4 separate regions of the Mus musculus genome follow, and regions 2, 3 and 4 are each linked to region 1. The links are chromatin contacts, called in public HiChIP or PLAC-seq and promoter capture Hi-C maps. All regions are on one chromosome and are shown on one strand. The core of a region is the stretch at or near the end of the contact, and the rest is flanking DNA. Distances in the headings are between cores, read along the strand shown. Region 1 holds the start of Hspa5 (heat shock protein 5). Region 2 holds the start of Zbtb34 (zinc finger and BTB domain containing 34). Region 3 overlaps Mvb12b (multivesicular body subunit 12B). Region 4 holds the start of Niban2 (niban apoptosis regulator 2).

Region 1 (4,953 bases), core at 1,361-3,860:
GCCACGGGATGGCTCCTTGCCATTGAAGAACTCTTTCACCAGTTGCTGAATCTTTGGAATTCGAGTAGATCCACCAACCAGAACAATTTCATCAATATCAGATTTCTTCAGATCAGAGTCTTCCAACACTTTCTGGACAGGCTTCATGGTAGAGCGGAACAGGTCCTAGCAAAAAAGAAAAGCAAGGCATGGTTACTATGGTGCTGACCACCCAGACCTTATTTAGTTATCCCAAATTCTACAGTCTAAGCGGATTCCATTAGCACTGTCAAGGAGCATACCATGTTCAGCTCTTCAAATTTGGCCCGAGTAAGGGTCTCTGAGAAGTCTTCTCCTTCGAAGAAGGACTCAATTTCAATCCTTGCTTGATGCTGAGAAGACAAGGCTCTCTTAGCCTTTTCTACCTCACGCCGGAGTTTCTGCACAGCTCTGTTGTCTTTCCTAACATCTTTACCAGTTTTCTTTTTGTACAACTTGATGAAGTGTTCCATGACCCGCTGATCAAAGTCTTCCCCACCCAGGTGAGTATCTCCATTAGTGGCCACCACTTCAAAGACACCATTGTCAATGGTGAGAAGAGACACATCGAAGGTGCCGCCACCCAGGTCAAACACAAGGATGTTCTTCTCTCCCTCTCTCTTATCCAGGCCATATGCAATAGCAGCTGCTGTACTGTGAGGATGAAGAGGAGGGAAGAAAGCTTGGTCAGGGGTTCATATTTCCCCCCCACTTGGGAATATGGTAGAGCTCTGAGTCCCATACTTACGGCTCATTGATGATCCTCATGACATTCAGTCCAGCAATAGTGCCAGCATCTTTGGTTGCTTGTCGCTGGGCATCATTGAAGTAAGCTGGTACAGTAACAACTGCATGGGTAACCTAGAAGGACAACCGTGCAATCATACTTAAAGATGATTGAAGTACATGGTGTTCTCACTTCTGTCACTCTTATCAACTAGTCAAGCCACAACAGTTTCTAAGTCAGTTTACTGCTATATCATACGCTTTTGTCATTAGAATTAAGCAGTGGTAACTCATAAAGGCTGACTAGCATATACCTTGACCTCCCACAAAACACTAAATCACTAAAAGTTAAGATTGAAAGGTTTCTGGGGCTGGTGAGATGGCTCGGCAGGTAAGGGCACTGACTGCTCTTCCGAAGGTCCTGAGTTCAAATCCCAGCAACCACATGGTGGCTCACAACCACCCATAATGAGATCTGACACTCTCTTCTGGTGTGTCTGAAGTCAGCTACAGTGAAATTATGTATAATAATAAATAAATCTTTAAAAAAAAATTGAAAGGTTTCAAACCATGAAGGCTTCCCTACACAAGTCATCGAGGGGGAGCAACAGCAATCAAACACTCAACACTGTTTCACACGTTATTCACCTTCTTTCCCAAATACGCCTCAGCAGTCTCCTTCATTTTAGTGAGAACCATGGCAGAAATTTCTTCTGGGGCAAATGTCTTGGTTTGCCCACCTCCAATATCAACTTGAATGTACGGTTTAGTTTTCTTTTCAACCACCTATGGCATAAAGTAATTTAAAGGTAATTTTTCCGAAGAGGAAACAATGACACCACAAACGATTTAAAAAAAAAAATCCATTTCCTCCCTCCCATAGCTTGATTCATCTCTGTCCCTTAGGGGGAAATCACAACTAAAACTGAGCACAGCTGTATTGTAGATAGATCGACAGTTTTAGTCTGTTTCAACTTCTAGACATTGTTAACAGTGTGTCATGTTTTATAACACACTAAAAACGACTAGATGTAAAACCGTTACATAAATTCCGAACACATTCTTTTAAGTCCTTTGAACAGTGTTTTTGGCCAAGTGGCAACCCCTAAATACTCCTATCACCCCAGCCGCCCCATTAGCATGAGAAAAAAAAAACGGGTCCGACCTTGAATGGCAAGAACTTGATGTCCTGCTGCACCGAAGGGTCATTCCAAGTGCGTCCGATGAGGCGCTTGGCATCGAAGACCGTGTTCTCGGGGTTGGACGTGAGTTGGTTCTTGGCCGCATCGCCAATCAGACGCTCCCCTTCAGGAGTGAAGGCCACATACGACGGCGTGATGCGGTTGCCCTGATCGTTGGCTATGATCTCCACGCGGCCGTTCTTGAACACACCGACGCTGACGGGGAAACCCCACAGAAAAGGAATCAGCACCTCACTTTCTCACGCTGGCCCCGGAGGCCACGCCCCACTCCTCCCCACCCCCTCCTCCTTCGACGGATACCACTTACCAGGAATAGGTGGTCCCCAAGTCGATGCCGACCACCGTGCCCACATCCTCCTTCTTGTCCTCCTCCTCGGCCCGCACCGCGCCCAGCAGCAGCAACGCCGCCGCCACCACAGTGAACTTCATCATGCCGGCGCTGAGGACCAGTCGCTCAGCAGTCAGGCAGGAGTCTTAGGAGTCCAGCAACAGGCTGTGGCCCCGAAACGCGACGACGGTTCTGGTCTGAGGGCGACAGGGGCCTCGGGGTCAGGAGGAGACACGAAGCAGACTCGGAGCAGGCCTAGCAGCAGGCCGCGGCGCTTACCTCACACACACGCAGAAGCCCAAGTGTCCAGGTCAGTGTTGTCTCGGCCAGTATCGAGCGCGCCGTCGCCGACTCGCCTTATATACCCTCCCCACAGCCCCGTCGTGGAGGCCTCCGATTGGTGAAGTCGCTACTCGTTGGAGGCCGCTGATTGGTCCATGCCACCAAGCTGGCTGCTGCCGATTCGAAGCGGCCTCCTCCGCAACTCACGTCATTGCTACGCCCCCCGGGCTGACTCATTGGCTACTGGTCATTCTTAACGGCCACCAATGAGAGGCAGCATCCGCCCTGAGCGCTGGTCCTATTGGTTCAGCAGCTGCCTGTCCTTCGGGTGACCTCTCACCCCGAGACCGTTTCCGCCGGTAACCGTTCAGGTCCTCCCCTCACGCCAGGCCCCCGGGGACTGGAGTGGGGTCTGCGTGTCAGTTCCCTCGGGGTCTCCTTTTCTGTCTCTCACTCTGAAGAAGTACGCGGCCTTTCTCCTCCTCGATTCCCCGCGTCCTGAGCTGCCCGGCCTCAGCTGTGATCGCCCTCCCCAGCCTCCACACGTTCTCGGATGTCCCAGAGTCCAGGCCCTGTTACTCGCCCGGCCTGCACGTCTCGAGCTGGGGCCTGATCTGGATTCTGCCTCGCTGAGAATCCTGGTGCTTCTCAGCTAACCGTGTTTCTCCTTCACCCCAAGGCTAGCCGTATGTGTCTTTCCAGGCCTTTCGAATCTTCCCTTTGCCGGGGTTAAGTCCCAGGATTGGCCTGGCCAATTGTAACCTATTCCCTTTCTCCGCCGCGGAGATTCAGTACTATGGTCAAACGAGCACTTTCCACCATGAGATGTATCTTTTCTTCTCTCTCTCTCTCTCTCTCTCTCTCTCTCTCTCTCTCGTAGCGCCTTATTGTTCGCTAACCTGTTCTAGCATAGCATTTCCATTTATGACACTGGTTATTATTTATAAGTCCTTCCTCTTTCCCTCTTCCTTCTTGACACCACCCTATTCGACTCTTGGAATAGGGCTGATAATGCTAAAGACGTTTAGCAGACAAAAAAGTCTTGCTGATGCTTTACTCTTTTATAATAGTATGTTGGGGGACAAACAAAACAAGTTACTACTTGAGCTTATTATGTACTTCATTGTTTTGTTTTATGTATTTTGAGAGGCATTGTACACAGGCCCAAGCTGGTCTATAACTACTGATCCTCCTATGTGTTTTCCATGTGTCATTTATTCATATTCAAGTCTTGGTACATTTTTCCCATTTTCCAGAAGAGACCATTGAGACCAAGAGCGATTAAATAGCTAGAATGGTCGATTGATAAGTGCTGAGAATATAGTTAATAACCCGGTTGATTTTACTCCATAATTTATACTATTGATTCCCACCACCACCACCCTTTTTTGTTGTTTAAAGACAAATTTCATGCACCCCCAGTCTTCAAACTGTGTAGCAAATGACTTTGAACTTCTGTTTCTTCTATCTATACCTCCCAAGTGCTGAGAACTTCAGGCATAGGCATGTACTACCATGGGACTTGCATCTATGCATGCTACACAACTGACATCTGTCTCCAGGCCTGGAGCTCAACATGTCCACCAGGCTGGCCTTGAACTCTCAGGTCCACCATCTCTGCACCCCAAGTCCTTATAGACATGCTTATGAAGGCTACTTGGGCCATTTATTACAGGCAGGAAATGACTCCAGTATTCCTATTAAATGTATTCTGAGCTTCATAAGTACACTGTGCAAATACTACTAAAACATCACACGCACAGTCACTAAAATGTTGAGCCTATGAATCAGTGTTCAGGAATTTTTTTCCTTTCTCATTCCTCAAAGATTAGTGACTCAGTCAACTCCATCCTTGCTATAGAAGTTGCATCACACAGCTCTTTCAGTCAGGCTTGTAATACTGTCATAACATTGATCTTCCTTTGGGTTGCATCAGACTAGTATTAAGATAGAATCACTAAGCCCAATCTACTGGTGCACACCTTTAGTCTCAGCACGTAGGAGGCAGAAGCAGGGGATCTCTCTGAGTTAGAGGCCAGCCTGGTTAGTACAAAGACAGCCAAGGCTACATGTTGAGACCCTACCTCAAAGGGGGGAAAAATGGAAATCACTACTTGACCACATTACAACTTCATGTCATTTCAAGCTTGTCTGTATATATATTACAGCAGTCAGTTTACACTAAAATCAAATTTCAGTTTCATCCTGTCTCTCTTTTTTTTTAAAAAAGATTTATTTATTTATTTTATGTAAGTACACTGTAGGCTGTCTTCAGACACCCCAGAAGAGGGCATCAGATCTCATTACAGATGGTTGTGAGCCACCATGTGGTTGCTGGGATTTGAACTCAGGACCTTTGGAAGAGCAATCAGTGCTCATAACTACTAAACCATCTCT
Region 2 (4,784 bases), core at 224-2,723, 1.3 Mb after region 1:
AAAAGACGCCCAAGTGGTCTGGTATGAAATAGTAAGGGTAGATAGATGGTCAGTCCTTTAAGACATTTGGCAGGAAGGCCAAATCCTTAACATTTTAGACTCCATTGTCCTTAACACATGCAAGCACTGTCACCGTCGAGAAACCAGATTGTTACCCACACATTCAATAAGAATCAGTTAAAATGATGAGCCCCAGCCGGGTGTGGTGACGCACGCCTTTAATCCCAGCACTCGGGAGGCAGAGGCAGGTGGATTTCTGAGTTCGAGGCCAGCCTGGTCTACAGAGTGAGTTCCAGGACAGCAGAGCTACACAGAGAAACCCTGTCTCGAAAAACAAAAAAAAAAAAAAAAAAAAAAAAAGATGAGCCCCCAGGCTGGGTTCACAGGGAAACAGAATCTCATTGCTGTGGACATTGTGAACAAGCCCAGACTTCCTGCCCGAGGTAGTCTGTTTTGTTTTGCTTTTTCTTCTTCTTTTTAGCTGTTCCTTTTTATTGTATGTGCTGGGTGTTTTGTCTCCATGTATGTGTGGGTACCACGTACATGCTTAGTGTTGGGAGAGGCCAGAAAAGGGCGTTGGATCTCTAAAACAGGAGTTATAGACAGATTGAGGCCTGACATGTGGTGCTGAGAATTGAACCTAAACAGTCAGCTGTCTTTTTAAATTAGATATTGTCTTCATTTACATTTCAAATGCTATCCCAGTCAGCAGTCTTAACTGCTGAGCCATCTCTCCAGCCTGTGGGTTCTTGTATTATTATTATTTGGTTTTTCGAGACAGGGTTTTTCTATAGACCTGGCTGTCCTGGAACTCACTCTGTAGACCAGGCTGGCCTTGAACTCAGAAATCTGCCTGCCTCTGCTTCCCAAGTGCTGGGATTAAAGGCGTGTGCCACCACTGCCCGGCTGGGATCTTGTTTTAAAGCCAGATAGCCTTCTTTTTGCAGAAGAGAAAAGCTGCCCAGGTAGTTGGGCATGGGGACTCACACTTGTAGTGTAATCCTGGGTACACAGATCTGTTTGAGTTGAAGGCCAACCTTATATATATAGTGGAATTCTGTTTTTTAAGACCTTGTCTCAAGGCAAGACCCTAAAATAATAAAAATAGAAATAAAGAACTTAAAAAGCATGGCTTAGCAGGTCGTAGGTGTGGGGCTTTCCACAGGCTTAGGGTCCGGGTGCACACGGTCGAGTCCTGCTCCGGCCAGCAGGTGGAGCCAAGGAGAAGGCGGGCGGAAGGCCACGGGCCGCAGAGTCGGGATTTCAGGCTCCAAACCCGGGTTGCTGTTCAGCTACCCGCCCGTCTACTGGTCGGCCTGCAGCACTAGCCAGGAGCTGGGATTCCGACCGGCCCGCCGCGAGAAGTCCGGCCATATCGACACCCGCCCGGGTCCGCGCCTGCCCGGAAGCGCGGGCGCCGAGGGGGCGGGGCCTGGAAGCGCTTCCGGGGGCGGGGGGCGCGGGCAGGGGCGGCAGCGGGAGCGGCGGGGAAGGGCCTGGCGCCGGCGGCGGCGGCGGCGGAGGGGGCGCCGCGGGCGGGCGATGTGAACGCGGCGCGCGGCCCAGGTGAGGCTGGCGGGCTGCGGGCAGAGGCGGCAGGGTCGGGGCGACCCGTGGGGCGGCTGTCCGACCTCCCCCGTGAGCGCGGCGGGACGGGGGAGAGGCTGCCTGGTCAGTGTCGGGGCCGGCCGGGCGGGGTCTTGAGGCCCGGGCACCTGCCGGAGGCCAGGCGCTTGGCCCCGAGGGGTGGCGACCCGGGGCAGCTGCCCTGCACCCCTCCAGCCTCCGCCCCGGGCGGCTCGCTCTCCCTCCCGTACCGAGGGGTCTTAGTGACCGTTGTCCCCGGAGAGCCAGGCCCGGTTTGCGGGGGTCAGCGGGAGGCTGCCCAGGAGCCGCTGCCTCTGGCCATCGCCGTGTGCCAGGTAAACAGGCGGCGCGTGTTAAGCTTGGCCTGGGTGGTCTGCGTGGCCACTGGCGCAGGGCTGAGGACGGACTGGGGAGGGGGCGTGTTAAAATACTGCTCGCCTAGGCCAGGTGACTGTTAGGGGGCTACTCAATTCTGGGACGCCCCATCTTGAGGTTTTCAGCAAGTCTTTCCCATTCCATGCTGGGCCTCAGTTTCTCCATGTAAGAACTGAGAGTTTAGATGAACTCCCTACAGACCTCTCATGCTGTGAATATCTGACATTGCAAGGTCTATGCCTGGTTCAACACGCTGGGCAGTTCTACCGATGTCTCCCCCTCCACTCCAGATGTAGACTTTTTAACCACTTCGTGCACTTTGCCTCGGGGAGGTTTAAAATGATTCCCAGAAGGGTTTTCTTGGAAATAGCTTTACTGATCCTTCATCGTTCCTTGCTGCCGTCCGTAGTTTTCCCGTGGAGCGTTTTGCATGCAAACATTTTGCTGTCCGTATTTGCCCATTCTCTCTTTGTTCCCTAGTCTAGGCTGTTTTTGCTTCACATCTGGATTATTGCAACAGCTTCTTAGTTGGTCTCTGACTCCAGAGGTTTCACCCTCCCCCATCCTTCCTTTATGCTAACGCCAAACTTAGTGTAGGAAGTTTAAAAAAAATAGTAGAGTGCTTGCTTAGTAAAAGTCAAAATGCAGTTGAGTGGTGGACGAAAGGAGTTGAAGGTACAGTGAGTCTCCAAGGCTTTACAGTGGGTGTTCAGACATTGCCTGTGACTAGGTGATGTCTGTGACACAAGGCCACGTCCCGTGGAATTCAGCAGGAGAGGTATAGGTCAGCGAAGGGTGGTACTTGAACTGTGTGTTAAAGGGGAGTAGGATTCAGATAGGGAAAAAAGGATCCTATGGAGTTAGTGATTAGTGCAGCTTCCTGGCCGAGGAGGGGTAAGATGGGAGAGGAGGCGTAGGAAAGGTTGATTAGGCTTGGTTCCTGAAAGATCTTGAACACTAGGCCAAAGTTGAAACTATTCTAAAGGCAGGCATATTCCAAGAAGAGACCAGGGTTGCTAGAGGTGGAAGGAATAGAGGCTAGGACATAGGAATAGTGAGCTAGGGGGCCATGGCAGTCAGAGCCATGTTGAGAGCTGAACAGTGAGTATCCTTTCTGCTTGCTTCACGCTGTCCAGTCTTTGCTACTTCTCCAACCCCCTTTCAAGGGTCTCCACGGTTTGGCTTTTTCCCTCTCACCTGAACCTAACCTTTTTTTGGCCTCTGTTCTCCAAGTTTGGCCAGCTTAGGACTGCCTGTAGGGCTGTTCCAGGCCTCTGAGCGAGCACATTCTCCATTTCACTTCCTTCAAGCCCCTGCTGAAGATACACTTCCTCCAGAGGGTGTTCCCTCACCGCCCTACCCCCATGCCTTTGTGGCACTGGGACTCCAGAGCAAGCTTGCTTGGTTATCGAGCTTGTCCTGGCGCAGCCAGAGCAGGAGTTTTGTGTGAAGGCACAGCATGTATGGTAATGCTTCTTTCAGACTTATGCTTGCTGCCTCATGCTGGAACTGGAGATTTGAGAATAGTTCCTCGTGTGGCTCCTGATTTTTGTTGGTAAACAAATTTTTTTTCTTAAAGGAGAAGCTGTTAGTCGTTATGAGCTTGTTCTGTCCTCTGTAACTACTGGTATTTAATGCTGCATTGCCAGGTGGATGATTTCAGTTTTCTTCTCTGATGCAGAAAGCACAGAATAAATTCTGTAAAATGTTAGTGTTTATTCCTAATCAGGAAAGAAGAAAACATGTCATTCTTAAGTCTAAGGCTACGGGAAGAGAAAGTCGGTATCAGGCAGGCCTGGGTCTGGATCTCCGCACAGCTACTCACTAGCTGTATGTATGGGCTTGAGCCATTTCTCTCATTTGCTGAGCTTGTCTTTTCTTTCCTTCTTTTCTGGTGCTGAAGAGTTAATTAACCCAAGGCCTTACACATGCTAGGCAAATGCTCTACCACTGACTTACATTCTCAGCTTTAGCCTGCCTTTTCTTACTTGTTATGTGTAGTAAAGTCTGGATTGTAGGGATTTTACAGCATCGTGTGCATCTGCATGTCTGTGCTTTTCTACCTCTCTCACATCTCCACTTTATCCTTTGAGACAGGGTCTCATTGTATCTGAAGTTCACTGTTCAGCCAGACTGGTTGTCCTGGTTGTCCAGCAAGCCCTAGAGATTCTCCTGTCCCCACCTCCCCAGTGCTGGGATTACAAGCATGAACCTCTCTGTGTGCATGCTACTTACATGGGTGCTGAGAGTCCAAATTCAGGCCCTCCTGCTTGCAGAGTAAGCTCTTTAGCACAGACTGAGCCCTCCCCACAGCCACAGGATTGTTCAGTGAAGATGGCACACAGGGAGATAGCAAAACTTAGGGACCCTTGAAGACATTTTATTATGATGATTAGGTGTGGTATATTAGAAGTGGAGTGGAGATGGGTTGCCAAGCTCTGCCTAGCCCATCTGTACATGTCTCTAGTCTGCCTTCCAGCTGAAGCAAGAATGTCAAACATTATAAACCTAGAGTACCATCATTTTGTTATATTTCTGTTAATTTTCATGTTATTTTAGTTAAAATTCTGTTTCATGCTTTCAAACTTAATTGTGTCCATTTAATGTTTTGTAGCTGACAAACTGCTGAATTTAGCTTAGTGAAGGTCACCAACTGAGCACAGTTAAGCTTCTAATGGTTATTTTCTGTTGATGTTGCTGGCATGGAAAGCACCCTGGAAGAATGCAATTCAAGGTGAGCCTTTCTAATCCGTCTGTTATAAGAAGTGGAACGTGTATATTTTTCCAGGTCTCCTGAAAAGCCAGCCATGAGCAGATAAGCT
Region 3 (4,945 bases), core at 189-2,688, 1.0 Mb after region 1:
CCCCTGCCCCTCAACACACACACACACTCACACTCACTAGATTTTTATAATGGAATTTGGTCAGTTTGTATGGCCTGGGGGGTCACATCTGCTTCAGGGTGCCCTGTGCTGTTAGGAGCTCTGTGCTGTTCTTGAGCCTCTCCCCTGTAGCAGATGGGCTAAGATGTAGTGTCCTGTAGTGCATGCGAGCTGTGTGTGACTGCCCAGCCTCCTATTGTAAGTCCCCACCTCAGTCACTTTACCAAATGCCTCCTTGCAGTCAGGTCCGGGCACAAGGGGCTTACATCTCTGCCACCAGCATCCTGGTGGCCACCATCGTGCGGCCTTACGTTTCTTACAACATGAAACACTCTCCCCTCCGACAGCCAGTAGGCTGCAGAGCTCCCTTAAGGCTGCGGGTGAGGACTTCACTATAGAAGTTGGTACAGAGAAGCTCCGTTTGCTCTGCACAGGGGCAGGAGCAGTAATCTGCATGCTCCCTTACCCATGTGTAGGTGAAATTCTGTTGTCCTTGTCCAAGTCTCATAAGTCAAGGCTTCTAAGTTACTCCTTCCTCCCTGATTGACCTCGGGAGGCTCCAAACTCTGGAGCTCTGCTTGGCCATCTCAAAAAACGATCAGAAGTGGCACGGGGCCCTGCAAGCATCTGAGGCCATAGCACGCAAATGCTGTGTGGAGTGAACAGAAGCTTAGAGCTTACATTGGATGGTTGGTGGCAGGCTGGTATGGCCTCTCTCTGCATGTTGATGGGACTTGCCTGCCTCCCTCTCTGACAAGCTTGTGGCTTTCCAAGGATTCTTCATTGGTGGGACTATGTGTGTTGTGGCAGATTCTCAGGTGGTGCTAGGATGTCACAACGTGGGCCCTCCTTCCTGTGTTAATATCACAAACCTGTGACATTAGCCTTCTCTTCTGGGTTCTAGGGCCCAGCTGCAGTGGGAGATGGCCCCTGCCACAGGTGTTTGTTGAGCATGGAAAGCTCACACAGGAAGTAGCCCATAGAGAGAGGGCCCAGAGTGCAGGCCGGCCCTCTTCCCTGTGGTCATTATGGACACAGCCTAACATACATGTATAGCCCATCACAGCAGACACTGGACCGGGTTTCATCCCTTCCTCCCGCGTTCTTTTTTCTACTTCTACTTTTCCTCTTCCCCAGCCCTGAAAGCTGGCCCCAGTGTTTGAATACCAGGGAAGCCTTCATTTTAGGAAACATTTGGGGGTGGGGTGCACAATGTCCACTCCAAAATCACAGTCTACAACAAACCACCCTCTTACTGCAGGCTGCAGGTCCCTGCACTAAGGGCCAGATCTGGACACTGAGTTTTGCCTCAGCTCAGTCAGCAGCCGGGTTCTCTGTTCACGGGTGACACTGTGAGGGCCTGCACCACATGTTCCTCCTCTGTGGCAATACTGCCACCAGTTTGGCGGTGGAGATCTAGACACAGATGGATTGCAAGGCACATGGTACATACAGGAAGGAAGTGGCTTCCCAGGCCCCGCACTTCTCTCACACAGGCTGCTTGGTCCACATCCTTCCTCATGTCCTATGGAAACTAAGCACAGGGGCAAGTCTTAATTCAGCCCTGAAGCCATGACAAAGAATCAGTGACTGTGAGCACGTGTTGTAGTCCCCCCCCCCCCGCCCCTCCCACATACACACTGAGCTCACTCTTCCAGGCCTGGGCACATTCCCTGCAGACTCAGAGCACACACCTCCCTGCCATTAGCCAAACGTCTTTTATACATGACTTCAGATGCTCACTGCAAGTCCAGGCCAGGACTCAGGCCTAGCCATCTGACCACCGAACTACTTGTCTTTCCATGGAGGCCAATGAGCACCCAACACCACCCAGGGGATCTGTGGCTTGGCCAAGAAAATGAACAAAAACATGCCTCTGCCAGCTTCCTCCCACTCACGCACCACTTCTTCCTGCTGTCATCATTTATGATATAGGTCAGACTCCCGGCCCAGGGTAGGAAAGGGCTTCCACACCAGCCCTGGGCATACCCTGACTGACTGCCTATACTCAGAGGAGTCGTGCAGACATCTGCATCTCTGGGTCGGATGTAGTCACTGAGAACAGGGGACACCCTGTCCTGTCCCACTCTAGCTCCCAGCCACGTGCCCTGGGTAGCAGCTGCCTCCAGCCAGATGCTCACTGGTCCTCTGTACTTGCATCTAAGAGTCTTGGACAGCAACCATGTCTTGAGTGCCTTCCTCTCCTCTCTTCTCTTGCAGCAATGGATGGTGTGCCTTTTATGATTTCAGAGAAGTTTTCCTGCATTCCAGAAAGTGTAAGTTTTATGTATGACCCCCTCCTCCTCTCCCACCCCAACCTGAAATCCTGTAGCTTCCGTGTACATGAGCTACGCTTAGCTATGTCTAGCTGGCCCGCCGGCTGGCTGAGACTGGGTCTCACAATGCAGCCCTGCTGGCCTAGCTTTGTGCACCAAGCCAGCCTTGTCCTTGCAGAGATGCATCTGCCTCTGCCTCCTGAGAGCTAAGATTAAAACATGCACTGCCCAGGCTTAATGGGTTTTCTTGAGACATAGAGCTCTGGCTGGTCTGGCACTCACTATACAGATCAGGCTGTCACTGGACTCAGAGATCTCCTCCCTAGTGCTGTGCCACCACATGTGGCCTTGATTTTTCTTCATGGTGATGGAGTTGGCCGTAGTTCCCACTGTCATTGCTGTATTCTGTGTGCACACTGCATGCTCCACTATGGCACGGAGGGCCAATGCCTCTGCCTATACTTTGCCCACATTGAGCCCTAAGCCCTCCTGAATGGTAGAGGGTTGGGTAAGCCAGCCAAGAGCAGAGGCCAGTAGCCAGACCATGAGCAGTGCCAGCCACAGCCAGGGCCCTGTCCTGAGCAACATCCCCTCCTGGAGTCACACCTCCGATAGTGCCTGGTCCTCAGGACACCCTTCACCCCTCTCTCAGCTATGCAAGCCTGAGGTGTGCTGGGTCACTAAACTTGTTTCTGGCTTTTATCCTTCCTGCAGAAGATTGCTTTGAGGCATCACTAAACACCACGGCCCTAGTTTGGCCCAGCTAAAGACCCCTTCAGTGTTTTTCTTGGACCCAGTTTAAAACCACCCGGCTGGCGATCCAACCTGCTCTGTTGTTTCCATTTTTATGAAATATAATAGGCCTCCTCTGAACCCTTCTGGTAAGCGCTTAATCTTGAAAAATGCTCCTGACGTGACACAGGAAGCCTGAGGAACTTCAGCGGAGCCACTTGGCTGTGTTGCCATGGAGACGCTGGCACTCTCCCCCATGCTCCCTGGGAGAGGCTGCTCTGCCCTGCTCACCAGCTCCAGTTGAGAAAGTTTAGTGGAATAGTTAGAGCCTAATGATGCAACAGCTGGACCTCTGCTGGCTCCTGGGCCAGGCGGGCAGGCAGCCCCGTCCTCACACCACGCAGGCTGGCGTCTCCAGCACAGCCAAACTGTTTTGTGGCTACTGGTAGCACAGCCCCAGGAGCTCAGGGTCTAATTTGGTGGCCCTGTCCCAAGTTCGCCCTCACAAATATGTTGCTGCCAATTCAGCGGAGCACTCAAGGCCCCGGATGCAGGCCAAGCTCAGCGTTAAGCTCTTCCAAGCACTTCTCTGCTTAATCCCCCTGCAGCCAGGCCAGAAGGGCCTGCCCAGGCCACTTTAACAGGCTTTTAAAGTAAAGGTGACGGGGTGTCCAGATGCCTCAGCACGTAAAAGGCCTGTGGCACAAGTCCAATCACTGGAATTCGGTCCCAGGGATTCACAGAAAAAGACCGGATACAGTGGCATTCGTGTGTAACCCTAGCACCCCTAAGAGATGGGAGCCATAGCCTGTCGGCCTGGAGTGCAAAGCATAGCAGAAATGAGAGAAACCTGCCTCAACAAGGTGGAAAGAGACCCAGCTCCTGAAAGCCGCCCTCACACTCACATACTCTCTATAGATATCTAACTGAATAGGTAGGTAGGCAAGCAGGCAGGCAAGCAGACAGGCAGGCTGACAGACAGACAAGATTGACCCATCCCGTACCATGAGGCAGCCAGTTTGGACTCCAGAGCCACCCTCCAGCCTCCCCCGCGCCCCCCCCCCCAGGACCCCCTGGCCCTGTGCAGACACCAGCCCTATCCCCACCACAGCACTTTGACCACAGCTCCTGGGTTCTGTGGGGCTCTCAGGCTTTCCCTGCTGGCGAGGCTGCAGAAAGCCTGGCTTTTGCTACTCCTAGGAAATACAGAGCTGGTGTACTCGGAAGGAGCCTGCAGCTTCACCGACAGGGAGGCTCGTGTGTCTCACAGGCTTCTCCGGACCTCCAACTGACCTTCTTGGCCTGTATATTCGCCAAGAAATGTCCCACTGTCCATCGGATTCAGAGCCCCATTAATATGCAAAACTGCCCCATTCGCCCCTTTGACCTGATGGACAGGGATCCCCTTCTCCATCACTGCCAAAGATCTGAAGTCCACCTGACGCTTCCCTGTATACTGCAGACCCCGGGAACTCCTTAGACCTGACACTGTTCTATAGAGACAGCAGTCAAGGTGGCTGCTGATTTAGGCACTTCCAGCCCCATACTCCATCACAAAAGCAGAAATCTCACTCACTTTCTCCTTTTGTAGCAGAAGAAAGGATGAAGTAATTGGCCACAGGCACACCTTCCAGGAGGCCATGACCCCCTCCCCACCCCAGGCTGGCCCCTCAATGCTGTGGATATGTGGCAAAGCAGTCTTAGCATACAAAGATTTATCCTACCATGGTCTTTGTGGTTCCTCCTTGGACCCATAATAACTGAACATCACAATAGCAGCCCTGTGGGAGGGGGTGGGAATGTAAGACGGCTAGGACATCACAAGTGTCATAAAAGCAAGGGGGGCATTCTCCAGCCATTAAAAAGGGCAACTTGCTCTGTATTTTCAGATGCAGCCCTTTGATCTCTTGGGAATCACC
Region 4 (4,473 bases), core at 1,948-4,447, 1.9 Mb after region 1:
ACCTGGGAAATTTAGTAAAACTATCCCAAAATAAGTAATATAGAAAAGATGTGAGATGTGATCAGTGGTGGAGAACTTACAAAGAAAAGGGGGGTAGGCTGGAGAGAGCACTCCAGGGTTAGGAGCAGTTGTTCCTGCCGAGGACATGGGTGGGTTCCCAGGACCCACATGGCAGCTCACCACCACCTATAACTCCAGCCACAGGGGATCTGATGCCCACCCTCTTCTAACCAGGAACACATTCCATGCAGAGACATATATGGGAGCAAAACATTCACACATATAAAATTAATAAATCTAAAAAAGAGATGCTGGCCCAAGGTGAGCCAGCTAACACCTTGCTCCGGTCAAAGTTTGTAAGGAATTGTTAGACCCTTGGAGCTAGAAGGCACCTCAGCCACCAGGTGCCACACCCCATTCTGTTCAGATCTAGGGAAACTGAGATCTAGAGAAAACAAGCAGCCCCTAGGTGACACAGGCTCAATTGCTCTCAGGCCCCTTCCGTACTAAATGTGCAGAAACCACCCTGCTACCAGCATCTCCAGCACTGGGTTGGAACAAGTCCTTGCTTGCCAGAGGCTTTGAAATCTCAGGATGAAAGATGCCGGGGCAGCAAACCTGCACCCTGGGTAAGAGCACGCCTGACCTTTGCCAGGACTTGCAGGCTGGTATTCACCTGCTCACCTGCTAAGGGAGGGTGGAAGGTGGCCAGCCAAGCCTTAGCACCCTAACAGGCCTGGGAGCTTAGGGCCCTGTGGGAGGGGTGTTCTCACAGCTGACACTTCCACAGGGAGGGAGGGCTCTGGAATCTTAATCATGTACCTGCTGGGTGGGGTGAGGGGACTGAATGGGTGGCTGGAGGTGGCAAAGTCACAACCCCATTTCCCTCCAACAAATTCTTAAGGAAATTAGTTCGTTCTCTCTCTCTCTCTCTCTCTTTCTCTCTCTCTCTCTCTCTCTCTGTTGGACTACCTTCTTGTAGCACCCACCCTTACACTCAGGAGCCTCCCTGGCGAGCCTGCCCTGGGATCTAGGGCATCTGAAGAGGGATTATTAATAGCACTTTCAAGTGTTTGGAGGAAAGGTAAGCAGGTTGAGTGGGCACAACCCTATTCTCCCCAGCCTGTATCCACAAAACAAACTCAGCCCTCTCCGGAAGGGGCCACTCCACCGTCCCCTGGCTTCGGTCCCCTGGCTTCGGCTCCACTCAGGGAGTTGGCCAGGAGGTCAGGGGTGGGTTCTCAGCCTAAGACTTGGGAAGGTGGGAGATCTGGGTGTGGGGAAAAGAAAAAAAAAAAAAAAAAACCACTGAAGTAGGGCACACCCCACCCATGCTTGCTGAGAGCCTGAGAGGAGGCTCTGAATGGAGAGACTGTTACAGAACCCCAGGAGGTTGCCACCAACAGGGAAGGGACAGGAAGACTCCGCCCTGCCCTTCCTGAGCCCAGGCCTTGTCCTACAAGGAGGCCTTCCAGGACTTAACCCCTAGCTGTTCAGAGGTGAGAAATGGTCTATATCACCCATCCTGTCCCCAACTCCAGGCCTGGCCAAGTGACTGGATAGTCCTTCTTTGGCACCTTCTTTGTGCCCGGCCACAGTGAAGCCCTGGAAGTGGGGACACCTGCCTTATTCTAGGGTCCCTGCTATCAAGGGGAAATATAGCCAAGCACCCAACAGGACATCAAGATAATGTAGGGACACCACACTCAATGAACAGGGAGACAAATGAAACCAAAGGAACTGTCTCCTCTTCCTGTGCTCTGATAAACCCAGCTGGTTGGCACGCCAGGTCTCAGGGCCTCCTGTACTAAGCAAAGCTCACTAAGCTCTCAGCAGCCATCCCAAGAAGTCAACACCCGCCCCTTAGGAAGGCAACACCGAAGCTCTTGGACATTGTGACTGGCTCAAGCAGGGCAGTGGTGCCCCAGGCCTTTAATCCCAGCACTTGGAAGGCAGAGGCAAGTGGCTCTCTACGAATTCGAAGCCAGCCAGGTCTACAGCCACAACTACATGGTGAGACCCTGGCTGGGAAAACCAAAACAAAAGAGACTGGCTCAGGATCACACACTTGGGAGAGAAGCTGAAATTACATTCAGGACCGCCAGGCCTGACTTGCCTGTGGTCAGCCAAGCTTTGTTTTGGGATAGCCTGAGATTCTCACCCCATCTCCCACTCCCTACAATGAGCCCAGGATCCTGCACTCCACAGACTTGGGAGCAACTCCCTCTAGAGAAGTGTCCACCGCGCAGTGACAGGCTGAGAGCAAGGCTGGCAGAAGGAAGGTACTGAGAGGTACTGAGAGACTGAACTCTGGCTCTGAGAGAACCAGCTCTGGCCATAAACAGACCCCCTAGGCTGTAGTGCCAGCACTCTGCTGAGGTAAAGCCCAAAGACAGGGACCCGCCCCTTCAAGGGCACCCCATCTCTCCTTAGCCCCACTCTCCACATTCGGTCCCCGGCTCTCTAAGGGCCCATCCCCCTGTAAGCTTCAGCCACGTGTACCCGGACTGAGGCCAGGGCGAGGAGGAACAAGGCAGCTGAGGGGGGAGTCTGGAAGGTCTGACTCTGTGGGGCAGAGTCCAGAGTAGAGGTTAGGCTTGGAACGTTGTTGGGAAAGATGGGGGGCGCGACCCCTCCGCCACGCCTGTAAGTGCATGGTTCTGGCCAGGCTGGGCTCCAAGGGGAGCAGTGGGATCCAGTAGAGAAATGGGATCCCAGGCTCCTCAAAGGGTGAAAGGAGCATACAGAAGGGCCTGGAAGGGCCGTCCAGACCGAGAGAGAACAAGTTCGGAGGAAGAGTAAGGGTCTGGCCGGCTCTCGTCCCGACCTGGGCCTTGACTCTCGAGTACCGCTCCCCATGAGATCGGAGGCGTGGCCCGGGGTGCCCGGGGAGCCCCAGGCCGGCCGGGCGCTGAGCGGTGCTCACCTGCGATGTGCTGGCGCCGTGCGTCATCCAGGTGTGTGGACAGTACGTCTCCCATGGCGAGGAGAAGACGCGGCCGGATCCGCCCGCCGCTACTCAGACTGACGCCGCTGGCGCCATGGAGTCCGCAGGCCCCGCTGCCGCCGTCGCCCCGCAGCCCCGCTGCCGCCTCGGCTGCTCTCTCTGCGCTCCCACCGAGATCCCCACCGCGTCCCTCCCTCCGGCCGCTGCTGCCTCTCTAGCCCGCGCCCAAGCCCCGGCGCCCGCCCCGCCCCGCCCCGCCAGGCCAGGCCAGGCCACGCCCCTGTCGGAGCCACGCCCTCCTCTCCAGTCCAAGGCGGGAGGGGACCTCCAGACAGCGAGGAGACTTAGACAAAGAGAAGATCCCCAGAAAGGAGACCCGGGACGGACCTGCTTGGTGTGCTTCAAATTCAGATAGCAGCGAAGAAAAGGCTGATGGGGGTATCGCAGAAAACGGAGAGCCCTTGGGGCTGTAGCCTAAGCGTCTCCTCTCCCCTCCTCAAGCCGAGGACAATGTAGGGACTACAAGGGGACGCCGGGACGGACGTGTGGGAATTCAGCATTCCTCCTGCCCCCTTCCCCCAGTCTCGCCCACAGCTGCTTGCACTGGGGAAGTCCCCTAGCCTTGATCGGACCTGTCCTAGAAGGTGTGCCAACCCGTCTTGCACAATAGATAGGGGTAGACGGGGAGGGAAAATGGACAAGTATGGGGTGGAAGACTGAGGGACAAGGGAGGGGAAGAGATGGGGCGGGGGGTGCGGGGGGACATGGTTAGAGCTCAAAGATATCATCAAGAGGTCATTCCTCAGGCCCGGCTCGTGGGCGTTTCATTCGAAGGAGGCTTGCTGAACAGAGCAAAGCAGGAAGGCTATTTTTGCACTTTGTTAGACTGTCTGAAATGAAAAGCCGGGACCTCGGACTCTGGGTACTTGTACAGTAGGGCTGGGCATGGGTAGGTAACTAACAGAAGGTGTTTCGGTTTCTGGACCTCCCAAGCCGGTAGAGGAGACTAATTTGATGACTTGGTCTGCACTGCCTGTGTGACCAGGGCTGGCTGTGTTGCTGCTCCCTCACACCTCTTGGCTCACCACTATAATGCGCTCCACCAGTTATTAGCTGCTCTCCCTGTAACCCTGACACCTGGCAGCAGGATTGTAACAGTTACCTATAACTAGGCACCTGTCTTGTAGGCCTGTCACCACCACACCAGGTGATGCAGACTCTCTGTCATGCTTTCCATCAGCAGTCAGCCACTGTGGTGAACACTCATTTGCTAAGCCTCCTGCAAGATGCTGTGCTTAAGTGTAGGGGTGCATGCAGTAGGGAGGACAGATCTGAGGCTGTGGGGCTGGCGAGACGGCTTAGCTTAGCGGTAAGAGCTCTTACTACTCTTGCAAGAGCACTCCGGTCCTTTCCTGGCACCCACATCAGGCAGTTCACAAATGCCTATAACTACATTTCCCGGGTATCTGACTACTACTTCTGCCTCTACAAGCTACTATACTCACCTGGGGTGAATAAATTCATGC

Evidence for each region. Promoter capture Hi-C pulls out the DNA fragments that hold promoters and counts their contacts. HiChIP or PLAC-seq counts read pairs in DNA pulled down with a chosen protein or histone mark.
Region 2: a contact with region 1 is called in a promoter capture Hi-C map of liver, with 2.7 times the contacts expected there. The contact joins the promoter of Zbtb34 here to the promoter of Hspa5 in region 1. A contact is called at or near these places in 1 of 39 promoter capture datasets (liver) and 2 of 9 other capture datasets (adipose tissue and liver).
Region 3: a contact with region 1 is called in an H3K4me3 HiChIP or PLAC-seq map of embryonic forebrain, with 5 times the contacts expected there. The contact joins the enhancer-like site here to the promoter of Hspa5 in region 1. A contact is called at or near these places in 10 of 39 promoter capture datasets (the 3T3-L1 cell line, 3T3-L1-derived adipocytes, the C10 cell line and 6 more) and 8 of 115 datasets of contacts at active chromatin or transcription factors (the NIH/3T3 cell line, the SCID.adh cell line, astrocytes and 5 more).
Region 4: a contact with region 1 is called in an HNF4G HiChIP or PLAC-seq map of pancreatic cancer cells. The contact joins the promoter of Niban2 here to the promoter of Hspa5 in region 1. A contact is called at or near these places in 1 of 39 promoter capture datasets (liver) and 2 of 115 datasets of contacts at active chromatin or transcription factors (bone marrow-derived dendritic cells and pancreatic cancer cells).

What each region holds. Positions count from the first base shown.
Region 1 is chr2:34,769,747-34,774,699 of GRCm38.p6, reverse strand. Hspa5 (heat shock protein 5) reads right to left here and starts at 2,610. Exons shown (of 9, transcript NM_001163434.1): 1 at 2,554-2,610; 2 at 2,254-2,471; 3 at 1,910-2,141; 4 at 1,393-1,530; 5 at 767-879; 6 at 282-672; 7 at 1-165. The coding sequence starts at 2,378. It also overlaps a transcript of Rabepk not described here.
Region 2 is chr2:33,428,013-33,432,796 of GRCm38.p6, reverse strand. Zbtb34 (zinc finger and BTB domain containing 34) reads left to right here and starts at 1,473. Exons shown (of 3, transcript NM_001085507.1): 1 at 1,473-1,566; 2 at 4,577-4,696. The coding sequence starts at 4,665.
Region 3 is chr2:33,752,339-33,757,283 of GRCm38.p6, reverse strand. Mvb12b (multivesicular body subunit 12B) reads left to right here. Exons shown (of 10, transcript NM_175184.4): 8 at 2,239-2,294; 9 at 4,916-4,945. The region is part of intron 2 of Gm52507 (a long non-coding RNA gene); the gene reads right to left. Among named protein-coding and RNA genes, the nearest start is that of Gm52507, 21 kb to the right of the region's middle. Within about 2 kb of position 1,438, at least 198 of the 459 cell types and tissues checked have an H3K27ac peak or open chromatin away from gene starts, as enhancers often do. A contact at or near this core is called in the HPC-7 cell line, the SCID.adh cell line, astrocytes and 2 more, where this site is marked.
Region 4 is chr2:32,874,858-32,879,330 of GRCm38.p6, reverse strand. Niban2 (niban apoptosis regulator 2) reads right to left here and starts at 3,197. Exons shown (of 14, transcript NM_146119.2): 1 at 2,927-3,197. The coding sequence starts at 2,981. Gm13523 (a long non-coding RNA gene) reads left to right here. Exons shown (of 3, transcript XR_003954026.1): 2 at 983-1,084.